Regions from separate parts of the Mus musculus genome. Here all the other regions are linked to region 3. Evidence: chromatin contacts called from public Hi-C and HiChIP or PLAC-seq data. All regions are on one chromosome and are shown on one strand. The core of a region is the stretch at or near the end of the contact, and the rest is flanking DNA. Distances in the headings are between cores, read along the strand shown. Region 1 holds the start of Hpcal1 (hippocalcin-like 1). Region 2 holds the start of Rock2 (Rho-associated coiled-coil containing protein kinase 2). Region 3 holds the start of Trib2 (tribbles pseudokinase 2).

Region 1 (3,801 bases), core at 629-3,128, 1.9 Mb before region 3:
CAAAGGCAGGTGGCAAGCATTCCCACCAGTGCCCCATTTCGAGAGCCTGGCTTAAAAGCTGTTTTTAAACAGGGAAGGATCCTGAGAACAACAAGGTAGGGAGGGGAAATAATCAAGGGATCTGGCAGGTCCCTGACGCAGCCCCATGCCCGCCCCTCTGCCTGGCGCAGTGCAAATACTGAAATGGGGTAGGCTGAACTGCCAAGATCAGTATGCATATTCAGGATAGTGCAGTTTTACCAGGTTTCAATACTAAATACATTTGTTTTCTTAAATGAAGGGGTGGAATTGGAAGGAGGGTGCCACCCGGACCTCATCCTCCTGTATCAGGCTGACTGCATGGGAGTCAAGGCAGGCGGGGCTTGGGGGTGGGGGTGGAGGGTGTCTAACAGGATTTGGAGTCCTGGCGAACACCCTCTTCTGGGTGGACTTGTTAGTGGTTAGAATAGAGGGTGGCTTCCTGAATGACCAGGCCGGGAAGAAAGGTTCCTGAAACCCCAGACTGCCAGTCTACAGAGCCGGCCACTTTCTCAACGCAACTCTAATTCCAGATCGACATCCTCCAAGCACTTGTTGAACAAAAGGGCTCGCGAGTCTGTAGTCGCAGCCTTCCGGAACGCTGCCGGGGCGCAGGAGCCTTCCGGGCTAGCGCCCTACGCTGCGAGCTCCCCGCACACCCGAAGGCCGTGTCAAGCAGCCAGTAAGGTGCGGAGAGAAGGCAACGCACCCAGCCGCCTAAACTTTCTCAATCTCTCCAAGCTTTCGCTGTGAAGTTAGATCAAGGAAGGAGGCACAAACCACCGTATAGGAGGAAATGAGAGCGTCATCCTCAATAAAGGCAGAAAAAGATTTAAAGAGATGAGAATCCAATGAAGAGCACCTACTGTGCGCAAGACTCTGGGTCAAGAACTACGTGTAGTACGTTCTCACACTGTCAAGATAGCCCCTGAGGGGCCGCCCTCACTTGATACAGACGCCAACTGCGACTCAAAAAGGTGGCCCATCTCAGTCAGGCTCAGGTCTCAGGGCGGGTCACGGCGAGGCCAGGGCTGGGTTGGTCTTTCCCACTGTCCCAGAGCTGAACACAGCCAAGCGGGTCCCCATCCCTCATCAAAGCTCACAATTATCCAAGTGAACCTTGTGGACCTGCCGCCCCCACCCCACCCCGTGAGGGGTGTCAACGCCCGCTGCCACCAGGCAGGCACTTTGCCCATCGGATTCTAGTCGTACCCTCAGGTTCCTGAGCTACGCACTGCGCGGAGCGACACCAACCGGGGGCTCAGCTTGCCCGGGCAGACCGCCCACGCCCACCCCGCCACCCCCACTCTGCGCACAGCGGCTCCCCCCTCGACCCCGCCAGCACTAGTCCCCATCCCCACCGGCAACTGTGCCCTGACACACAATTCCACAAACGTAGTCTGAAAAGTGCACATCCCATCGAGCGCAACGATCCCCACGAGGACACGCCATTCTAGAGCCACGCCACCGTCCGCGGTCAGCTGCAAGCCCACTACGCAGAGAAACAGGCACCATCAGTACCGGCGCACACACACCCGTTCACTCACAGCCGGGTCGCAGCGAGCGGGTCACACACGCTCCCTCCATGCAACCCCGCAGTCCCGCAGTTTCCCCTTTCCTACCGGCTCTGGAGCTGGACGCGGTCCGCTGGCTTCTCGAGCCCAAGTTCTGCGGTGGCCGAGGCTGGGGAGGTGACCGAGAGAGCGGGCGTTTGCGCTCCCGCAGCCGCCGCGCCTGCTCTGCGACCTTCGCCGCTCGGAGAGACAAAAGGATCCGCCGGCCCAGGAGAGAGCGAGGTGTGGGCGACGGCCGCTCTGCAGGTCCACCACCCGCAGCCGCCGCCAGCCCGGGAAGGAAGGGAAGAGAAGGCGGGACCCGGAGGCGGAGGCCGGGGCGGGGCGCATCGCAAGGGCGGGCACTCAAGTTTCCAACGGACCCGCCTCCTGCTTCGACCACGCCCCCAGTCTTAGCCCCGCCTCAGCCGCAGCCTGGTCACGCCCCCGCCCTTTGCCACACCCGCTGCTGGACCCTCGGTGCGCCCACTCTGGTCCATATAGCTCCCTGATCACTCGCAGATTCTCAGCGCAGCAGAGGATACGATGGGTGTTAAGGCCACTGGGACTCGGGACGGGGAGACTCTGGGGGGGTGGAAGGGGAAGGAGAGCAGGGGAGGGGCCGAGCACTGGCCCCACCTCCCTAACCCTTGGCCTCTGGCCTGCGGGTGGGGAGAGGCCGAGAGGCGGTGCCCAAAAGGGCCGGCCTTACGCCAGCACCCACCCACCCCGCCCCCGCCCCCGCCCCCGCCGTACTTGGAAGGAAGTACAGTCCCAATGGCCAGGGAAGTGGAAAAGAGGCTTGAGTTGCCCTAGGCTCCCCAGGACCATCTGGGATGCCTGCAAGGATCTCCTCCCTCTCCACATCAGTCCCGTGTGCATCTGTCACCCACTTTCCTGCGCGTGGTTTAAGAGAAGAGCTTGGCCTGGAGGTGGAAGACCTACGTTCCAGCTGTAATTACTTCTGCTAACTCATCCAGCCATCTTGCCAAGAAAACCCTTGGATTCCCTCAGCCTCGGTTTCCTCACCAATAAACTGGACAACGAGGAGATCCAGAATCCTTCTTGGGGTCTTTGCCTCCCTGACATTCAGTGTGGTTTCAGTTTCCTGGTGAGGAGGCGGGGGCTTGGTTGACATCTCCCATAATAGGGACATCTGGCCTTGTGGGTCCCAGTGGTGCTTCCTTCAGACTCCCAGCATACTCTGGCAGATCGCACCTGCCATGCCCACCCACTGCAAATATCCCAGAAGACAGGTAACCACAGAAACAGCTTATATGAGGAGCTGGGCGAGCCTGTTGTGCAGAGATGAAACTGTCTCTCTGGCGTCTCTAGGGAAAAACTCAAATCCCTCCTTCAAATCCTCCTCCACAAAAACATGTGAGTGAACTCCTACTATTCAGGAGGCTGCCAGGGGTACCTGTAGTAGAGCAGCTCGGAGGTGGAGCTCTGGGGCCTTCTCCACTCCTCCCTGCCTCTGGTGCAGAAAGGCAAAACTAAACCCAGAGGGCTCAAGGGAATGACAGCTGTGAGAGTTAACAGCGCACCACCTGACTGATTTCGAGGGCTAACCTTTGGGTCTCTCTGGCCATGATCGCTTCCTTCTCAGTAAAGACCCCACGGGAGGTCAGTCTGCCCCTTTCTGTAGCACAGCACCACACAGGTATCTAGGGTTACAGGTAGGAGGTTCCCAGAAAGTGGATGGCTGAGGCAGAAGCCTTCAGATATCCTGTTAGCTAGGGCGGGTTGCTTTGTTCTGTGGTCTCCTATTTGTTCTCATTCAACACAAAAGAGGGAGGCCTCACTCAGACACCCAGAAACCCTCTGGCTTCTATCTAGTGACCTCAGCAGAACCTAAGGTCTTTGCAGGTCACTACTGGCTCTCAGCATTCATTTAAACAACAACAACAACAAACAAACAAAACTAAGATAGCAGAAATGGTACCTCAGGAAGGTCTTTTAGGAGCTGGGCCTGGAAGTAGTCTGAGTCATCTCTGCCCACATTCTTGGTCCAGAATTAGTCATATGAACCTACTTGGTTGTAAGGGGCTCAGGGAGTTATGGCTTTATTGGATGCCTGAACACACACACACACATACACACACACACACACACACACACACGTGCGCGCACACACACATACACACAGGGTAAGCACATAAATATAAATTTAAATTAAGTAATAGCTTACTTATTAGTACTTTAAGAAACCTGAGGGTAGCTGGGTGTA
Region 2 (3,623 bases), core at 645-3,144, 1.1 Mb before region 3:
TGTATGAAGCACTCAATGAAGGAACTGTTACTGGCCACGTGTAATAATTTAGGTAATATTTTAATAAAACAAAATAGTCATGTCACAGGTATAAACAACTTGGTTCCAAGCTCAAAATGACCCTGATAATGATAATTAACATCACTAATAATACAAGAGATGACTGTGAAATGTAAAAACATTTCTATCTGGGATTGAAAATGATCCTGGTGAATACTTGAGATTTACAGAGACTATTTTTAACTGAACTTTCTGGCCTAGGATCAAAGTTTTGCTAGCAAAATACCAAAGTGAAAATCCTGGCAGTGACACCAGAGAAGCTTTGCTTTATCTACAAAAAGGCTATGAACTCCAAGCAATCCTGCTCTGAAGACTTCCAAAATACGTCCCACAAGAACACAGGAACCCACTACCAAACAAAAACACTCCCCCCGCCCCCAAAAGTCAAAATCTCTATATTTACACATCCTATAGAGCGATACCCACACTCTAGTCAGTTCCTGCGCTGTGGCCAAACAGAACTGAGTCACTCTGCAAATGATTCCAGAAACCTCAAAGGATAACCAACGGCCTCAGAAGAAAAGTTAGTCAGTGGAAAGGGAGGAGACAGTTTTTCTCATCACAGAGTCACTAGGCTTCTCCTAGCAGAGCTCAGGTCTGACATGCTTTTTGGCACAGAATGCCTGATCACCCACCCTAAGTCTAGACCTCCAAAGCTAATAGCCGGAGTATCTTTTTTTTTTCCGACTTCTCCTCAGGGTACACGTTCACACCACTTTTTCCCATAAATGCAACTCTAGGTGCACACTAATCAAATTCGTTTGCCAAGCATAATCGCTTCCCTCAACACGACCAGAAGTATACCAGCATTCTACATGGCATTTATTGTAAATCGTGTTCTTTTCTTAACCGAGCTCCAGTTAGCTGCCTTTTCCAAGGCTCTTAATTTGGATTTTGAATGCTATGGGAAAGACAAGATGAAGGGGAGAGATTTATCCCATTCTACAATTCAGACTCATTTCTTGGCTTCAGAGCAACAATCTCCGGAAATTTAATTTACATAAATTCAAATGTACTAAATAGCTACTATGGAATGTCCAAGAGCAACTGAAAGCAGCAAACTTGAGCTAGCTGTGCGTTCCCAGCTTCCTGACGAGCTCTTTGTCGTGTGCCCCCGGTGGTACTCCCAATAGGAAGAGCGTCGGGTTTCTTTCTCCCTGGGTTTTCACCCTAGCTCCCACACTGCGTGACACTTTCAAATTGGGTAGCCCAGTGTAGGAAGCACAGCCAATCCTCCACCTTTCCGCCCCAAACCAACTGGGTAGGCGGGAAGGAGACCAGGGGTGTTTCCTCCCTGCGCGCTCCAAGAACGGGGGCGGCCGAGATGACACTCGCTCGGCAGGGAGGTGGACCCGAGAATCCCAGGTGGGGTCTCCACTCTGGAACCTGGGTCTCCAGCTCCCCGGGCAGCCGGAAGCGGGGCGGGTGGGCCGAGGGGGGACCAGGCAGGGCGGGGAGTTCCCTCCCTAGCCCGCACCTACCAGCAGACTCTCCACGTTGATGGGCGAGCGAGGGTCTCGGATGAGCGCCTCCAGCTTCCTCTGACGGCCGGCGCCCGCCCCGTCCCCCGGCGCGGTCTCGGGGGCGCCGGGCATTTTCCCCGTCGGCGGGGGCCGGCTCATGCCGCTTCGCCGGGCCTAGCGCCGCCCGCGGAACCTCCGCCCCGGCACGCCGCGCGCCGCTGTCTGAGGAGCCGCCCGGCCCGGCCGGGAGCAGCGAGGCACACGGCGTCCCCGCCCCTCAGCCGCACGCGCGCCGCCCGGCCCGTAGCGAGCTCGCCAGGACCCGGCGGGCGGGAGCGGGGAAGGGGCGCCCGCGCCGCACCACCCCGCCCTCGGGGCTCAGGCCGCTAGGGCCGTCGCCCGTCCACCCGCATATCGCCGCCGGCCGCCTCGCGCGCCCACACGCCCGCTCCCCTCACACGCAGTCGGAGCCGCGTCCCTACTCGGCCGCGCGCCGCCGCTACCCACAAGCCCCTCCGCCCGCGGTCGGCTGCGCGCGGCCCGGCCCCGCCCCGCCCACCCCGGCGCGGCCCCGCGGCACGCCCCGCCCCTGGCCTCCGGCCACGCCCCGCCACCGGGCTGAGCAGCCAGGCTTCTTTTCCGTTCCCGCCGCCTGGCTAGTCTCCCTGCCTCGTCGGGCCGGTTCGCGGGACTGGGAGGCGGGACGGATGGCAGCGCGGTGCCCCGTGGTCCCCGTCGTGTGTCCCACGTCGCCGGCCGGACCCAGAGGCCTAGTTGACGTCCGCGCCCCCCGCCCGCTGTGTCCCGCTGACTCAGCGCGCAGCTATGCAAGCCGCGCCGAACTGCTGCGCCCCGGGTCAGCGCCCTTCCCAGGCCTGGTGCGCCTGAGGCCTGCGCCTGGGGCTCCCAGGGGGCGGGGAGGCCGCGCCCCTAGCCCGCGCTAAGAGTGTGGGACTCGTTTGAATCCTGTTGAGTCCCGGAGCTGGGAGGCCTGGAGGAGTTGTTTCTGCCTCCGGGTCATAAATCCTAAACTCTCAGAAACCTTTGTGCCCTTCCCTGACCAAGGTGCCCGCCTGGCCTTAGACCTTAGACACTGGCCAGGCGGAGGGAACAGGAGGCAATAAGGAAGCGCTTCTGCATCCGCGGGGCCCTTGCTTTTGGAGAGTGAAAGAGAGGGGCTGCTTCTCCGCATTCCTGCCCTCTCCTTGCCCCCTAGCCATTGGTCAGATCCTCTCAGGGCGCAATCGGAAAACTATGTGCCAAGAGCTATAAAACTGTTCACAGAGCCCCTTTGACCCAGTAAGGCCATTTAAGGAAGTCCAAGTGTAAGGAAATGATCCGAAAAGAGGAGGACTTTGCGTGGAGATGTTTACAGCAGGGCTATTCAGAATGTTCGCAATGACCAAAACCCTGGGAGTGGACCCAATCTTCCAGCAGCTGAATAATCCAAACAAGCTCTTGTCATATTCACGGGAAGAATCCTACGGGTATTGCAAGCCGGTTGAGACTAGGGAAAATTTACCGGAAGTGAAAAAATGCAAAGGGGATTATGAACACTTTGAAATGAGCAGCTAAACAAGTGAGAGAACACACTTGCTCCTAACTGAATGGGATTTTCCCCCCACTTCTAAAGATGTCAAGTAGGGTGGTGGCCTCATAGGTCTTTAATGCCAGCTCTGGGGAGAGACAGAGGCAGGAGGGTTTGAGGCTAACCTAAGTCTAGAGAATGAGTCCCAGGACAACCAGAGCTACACAGAGAAAACTTGTCTTGAAAACAACAACAAAAAAATGCTAAAAAGCATATTGAATTTTTAAATTTGAAAACTTGTACTTATGGAAGCTAGAGTGTAATGCCCCTGAATAGTGAACTGTAGAGCTCCCTGGGGTGTCAAGGTAAATATGCAGGTAGGCTACAGCCCTGGCCTGGCCAAAATTGCATGCACTTCACCCAGCGCAGGGGTCCAAAAATGTCTGCCCTTCTGGGGAGAAGCCCCTCTGACTTGGATTAAGACAGGAAGAGTCTTTGATGACTGAAGAGAACCCTTTCTCTTGTAGATAATAAAACTGGCCTCTGGGTCAAAAAAAAAAAAAAAAAGTTCT
Region 3 (3,435 bases), core at 701-3,200:
CGATACACTTTCTCTTGTGGCGACCCCCAAACATCAAATTATTTTGCTGCTACTTCATGACAGTAATTTTGCTTTTGTTATGCATAGAATGTAAATATCTGATATGTGACCCCTGTGAAAAGGTTGTTCACCGCAAAGGGGTCACAACTCACAGGCTGAGAAACACTATCATAATTCTTCATATATTTCCTAGAACTGCAACTGCAGTTCTAGGGGTCACATGAGGTACGCAGGGCTGTCATTTAACAGACGAAAACTAGAGATCCTGGGAAGAAAAAGAAGCAAAAACAAAAACCAAACCAAACCAAAAAAGCCCATGCGAATTCAGTTTCCTTCTGAATCTGAAAACTGATGCTGAACACAAGTTTCTCAAACTTCTACAAGAAAGTTTGGTGACAGTCACCCAACAGAGGCCCCAGGGAACCTTTCTCAATGGATCCTCTGTAGAGATTGTTTGTCTAGGACCTGTTCTTGAACTGGGCAGAGACTGCATGGCACACTACTCTGTAGTCATGGTGACTTCCTCAAGCTGTGGTCCCCTTAAGGGACAGTTTAGGGATCAGAGTCTGAGTTTAAGGCAGATGAGTGGGGAGAAGGATGGGAGATCTATGAGAAGACATGGGGCATTTTAGTTTCTTCTCAAGATCTGTCCTCTAGGGTGGCTAGCTGAACAAGCAAGGTCCATTCACTACTCTGAAACAACCCTCAGGGAACTCCTGATCATTAGAGCCACTATTGTCCCGGTTAAGTATAATTATAACTAGTTCTCTATTTCTGTTCAAAAGTGGTAGTGCAGAATATTGTTACAGAGTGACCTCCCTCATAGAAAGAGGTGCCTTATGCGGGTAAAAACTCAAGAGTAAGCCCAGCAGTCTTGCCCCAGACCTTGGTTGCTTCTTTCTCTTTCTGTTTTCCCCTGCTACATTGCTACTCTTACCAGGATGCATTAGGTAAAGTCAAGAGGCTTAAGCTGTGGTCTGAACTTTCCCCAGGTCTGTTCAAGCCAATGGTCCAGAACCTTCCCAGGAAGTTAAGAATAAGCAAGGGTCAAAGTGCAGCCTTCCGTTGAACCCGGTATTGAATGTGTTCTTGGCCTAAATACTGAGATGCCGGGGCTGGAGAAGCCTGACTCCTTGGCTAGGAGCCAACATCCTTTGCTGGAAGTGTGGGTGCAAAGGTGTGTGTTCCTGAGCTCTCCCCAAAGACCTTGTCCTGAAGTCAAAAGACTCTGAAAGGATCCCCAATCCTATAACTGGTAAGTGGGGGAGGGGTGGTGACACTAACTACAAGCTCACAATGGACTTCTGTTGAAATGATAAGCAACCGGAGAGAAAGAATAAAACTAATTCTAGAGACTGTGGGCTGCAAGAATCCTTCATTTTTTTTAAAACCCGCGGGGAACTGCTTGTTCAGGTTAACATAGCAGCAGAGGGGTGCCCGGTACCCAGAAGATGCGAGGCTTTCTGCGGAAAATCCCGGGGAAGAGGATCTAAGTCTCAAAGTTGACCTGAGCCTGCCGGTGTTGCGTGGCGACGGTGGCAGATACACAGTCCAGCATCCCTGTCGCTGCAGCGCGAACAGCAGGCCAGGGGAGCCCAGAGCCCTTGGACTGCGGAAGGATATAAAGCACTGTTTACCTCGCGCCTGGCCGAGCCATCCGGGGGCGAGGCTGGCGCCCCCAGTGGGGGCACTGCAGGAGTGGCGGCAGCAGCCCTGGCCGCCGGCGGGCGCAGGGGAGCCGCGCGCGCACTGGCAGCGGCGCCGCTGATTGATGGGCTCCGGGCTCAATGACAGGGGCCGGGGCGTGGGTAGGGCGGGGCCGGCGAAGAGGGCGGGGGCTCTGTGGAAATGTGTCGGTGACATTGAATGGGGAGACCGAGCGCGAGCAAGCGAGGCGCGCGCGCACACATACGCGCACACACAGCCGGGCTCGCTCCGAGATCCCCGGCCACGTAAGTAACTATTAATACCGCCTCGCCCGGGGATGCGGGCGTGCTTGAGCGCCGGGATTGGCCTAGGGCGCCGTGGCCATCCCCTTTAATTTTTAAATACACGGTCCTCTCCTACTTCTGGGTGGCAAGAAAAAAAAAATAATAAGAAAAGAAGACAAGCCGTCGATTTTTATTTTTCCTGCAGAGCAAACCCCGCCGTGCAATTTGGTCGCAAGGCATCGGGAGACAAGAGTGGTTTGCAAATTGTTTCAAGGCTCAAGACCCAGTTGTGCAGCGGAAAAGGAACGCCGCGGGTTGACGGAGTCCGGGGAGCATCTGCTGGCAGCTCCTGCAGGACCCCCGGAAAGCTCCTGCTGCTGGTACCCCCCAGGTCACCGCCCGCACTTCTTGCTTCATCGGAGGAGGATCTGGGACGTGAGCAGCGACAGCAAGAGCTAGTGCTGACCGCGCGGGCTCTGCCTTGGGCTTTGTCGCGGTACCTGTGCCTGCCCTACTCCGCGCACTCCCTACTCAGCTTTTGCAATCTTTTGTTGCCACTGCTGACCGCCCCAAGTTAAAAGCGCCTTTGCAATTTTTTTTTTCTGTCTTTTTTTTTTTTTCTTGAGAGAGACAGCTCTGCGATTTTTTGGAAAAGCCTCAGACGCCATCTACAGTTAAGACTTAGGTAACTGCCCTCTCTAGCACCCCCCTTACACGCCCCCCACCCTTTCCACCAAAAAGAGGGGGGTGCAGCGCGGATTCTGGCTGCCGCGCGGCGTGAGCCGGTAGACCCGAGCTTATTTCCTTTTTCTTTTTGTTTGGTTTCTAACGCGTGGAGGGCGAGCCGGCGCCGCGCGCTCCCTGAAGACTGCACAAACTCCACGCAGGGCTTCTCCGCCCGGTCTGCGGATCCTCAGCTGGGGATCGCTCAGAAGCCCGGCGCTGCAGCTCCTCACCCCAGAGGCACGCTCACTCGTCCAGATCCACGCTGCGAACAGAGACCCACTGAGTCCAGCGTGCGGTTCTGCACCGCGCTGGCAGCTTCTGGGTAACAAAAGGACCCGAGTTGTCCGCAGAGCGAGCACCCCCGGGAGCGGGGCTCGCAGCCGGGGACCAGCCCTGCAGCGCCCATCTGGGGGCTAGTTCTTAACTCTTCCTCCACGGAGCCCCAGACGGGTCCCCTCCCTTCTTGATCCTTTTAAGTCGGTAGCACCGAGGCGCCTGCACCGGCGCGGCTCATCCATCTCTCCAGAGGGGTTTTTTGGTTTGTTTGTTTGTTTTGTCGTGTGCGATCCTCACACTCATGAACATACACAGGTCTACCCCTATCACAATAGCGAGATATGGGAGATCGCGGAACAAAACCCAGGATTTCGAAGAGCTGTCGTCTATAAGGTCCGCTGAGCCCAGCCAGAGTTTCAGCCCGAACCTTGGCTCTCCGAGCCCGCCCGAGACTCCGAACTTGTCGCATTGCGTTTCTTGCATCGGGAAATACTTACTGTTG

What was found. A called contact is a pair of places that touch in the nucleus more often than the background predicts. HiChIP or PLAC-seq counts read pairs in DNA pulled down with a chosen protein or histone mark.
Region 1: a Hi-C map of memory CD8 T cells shows a contact between it and region 3, with 8 times the contacts expected there. The contact joins the promoter of Hpcal1 here to the promoter of Trib2 in region 3. A contact is called at or near these places in 2 of 484 Hi-C or Micro-C datasets (LSK cells and memory CD8 T cells) and 1 of 115 datasets of contacts at active chromatin or transcription factors (regulatory T cell precursor).
Region 2: a contact with region 3 is called in an H3K27ac HiChIP or PLAC-seq map of thymic regulatory T cells, with 6 times the contacts expected there. The contact joins the promoter of Rock2 here to the promoter of Trib2 in region 3. A contact is called at or near these places in 1 of 39 promoter capture datasets (pre-B cells), 9 of 484 Hi-C or Micro-C datasets (CD4 T cells, CD8 T cells, double positive thymocytes and 4 more), 4 of 115 datasets of contacts at active chromatin or transcription factors (astrocytes, large pre-B cells, regulatory T cell precursor and 1 more) and 1 of 9 other capture datasets (liver).

The regions. Positions count from the first base shown.
Region 1 is chr12:17,688,886-17,692,686 of GRCm38.p6, reverse strand. It overlaps Hpcal1 (hippocalcin-like 1), which reads right to left and starts at 1,878. Exons shown (of 5, transcript NM_001361645.1): 1 at 1,641-1,878.
Region 2 is chr12:16,893,249-16,896,871 of GRCm38.p6, reverse strand. Rock2 (Rho-associated coiled-coil containing protein kinase 2) reads right to left here and starts at 1,894. Exons shown (of 33, transcript NM_009072.2): 1 at 1,542-1,894. The coding sequence starts at 1,682.
Region 3 is chr12:15,815,300-15,818,734 of GRCm38.p6, reverse strand. Trib2 (tribbles pseudokinase 2) reads left to right here and starts at 1,950. Exons shown (of 3, transcript NM_144551.5): 1 at 1,950-3,435. The coding sequence starts at 3,235. Gm5432 (a long non-coding RNA gene) reads right to left here and starts at 1,798. Exons shown (of 3, transcript XR_001780551.2): 1 at 1,638-1,798.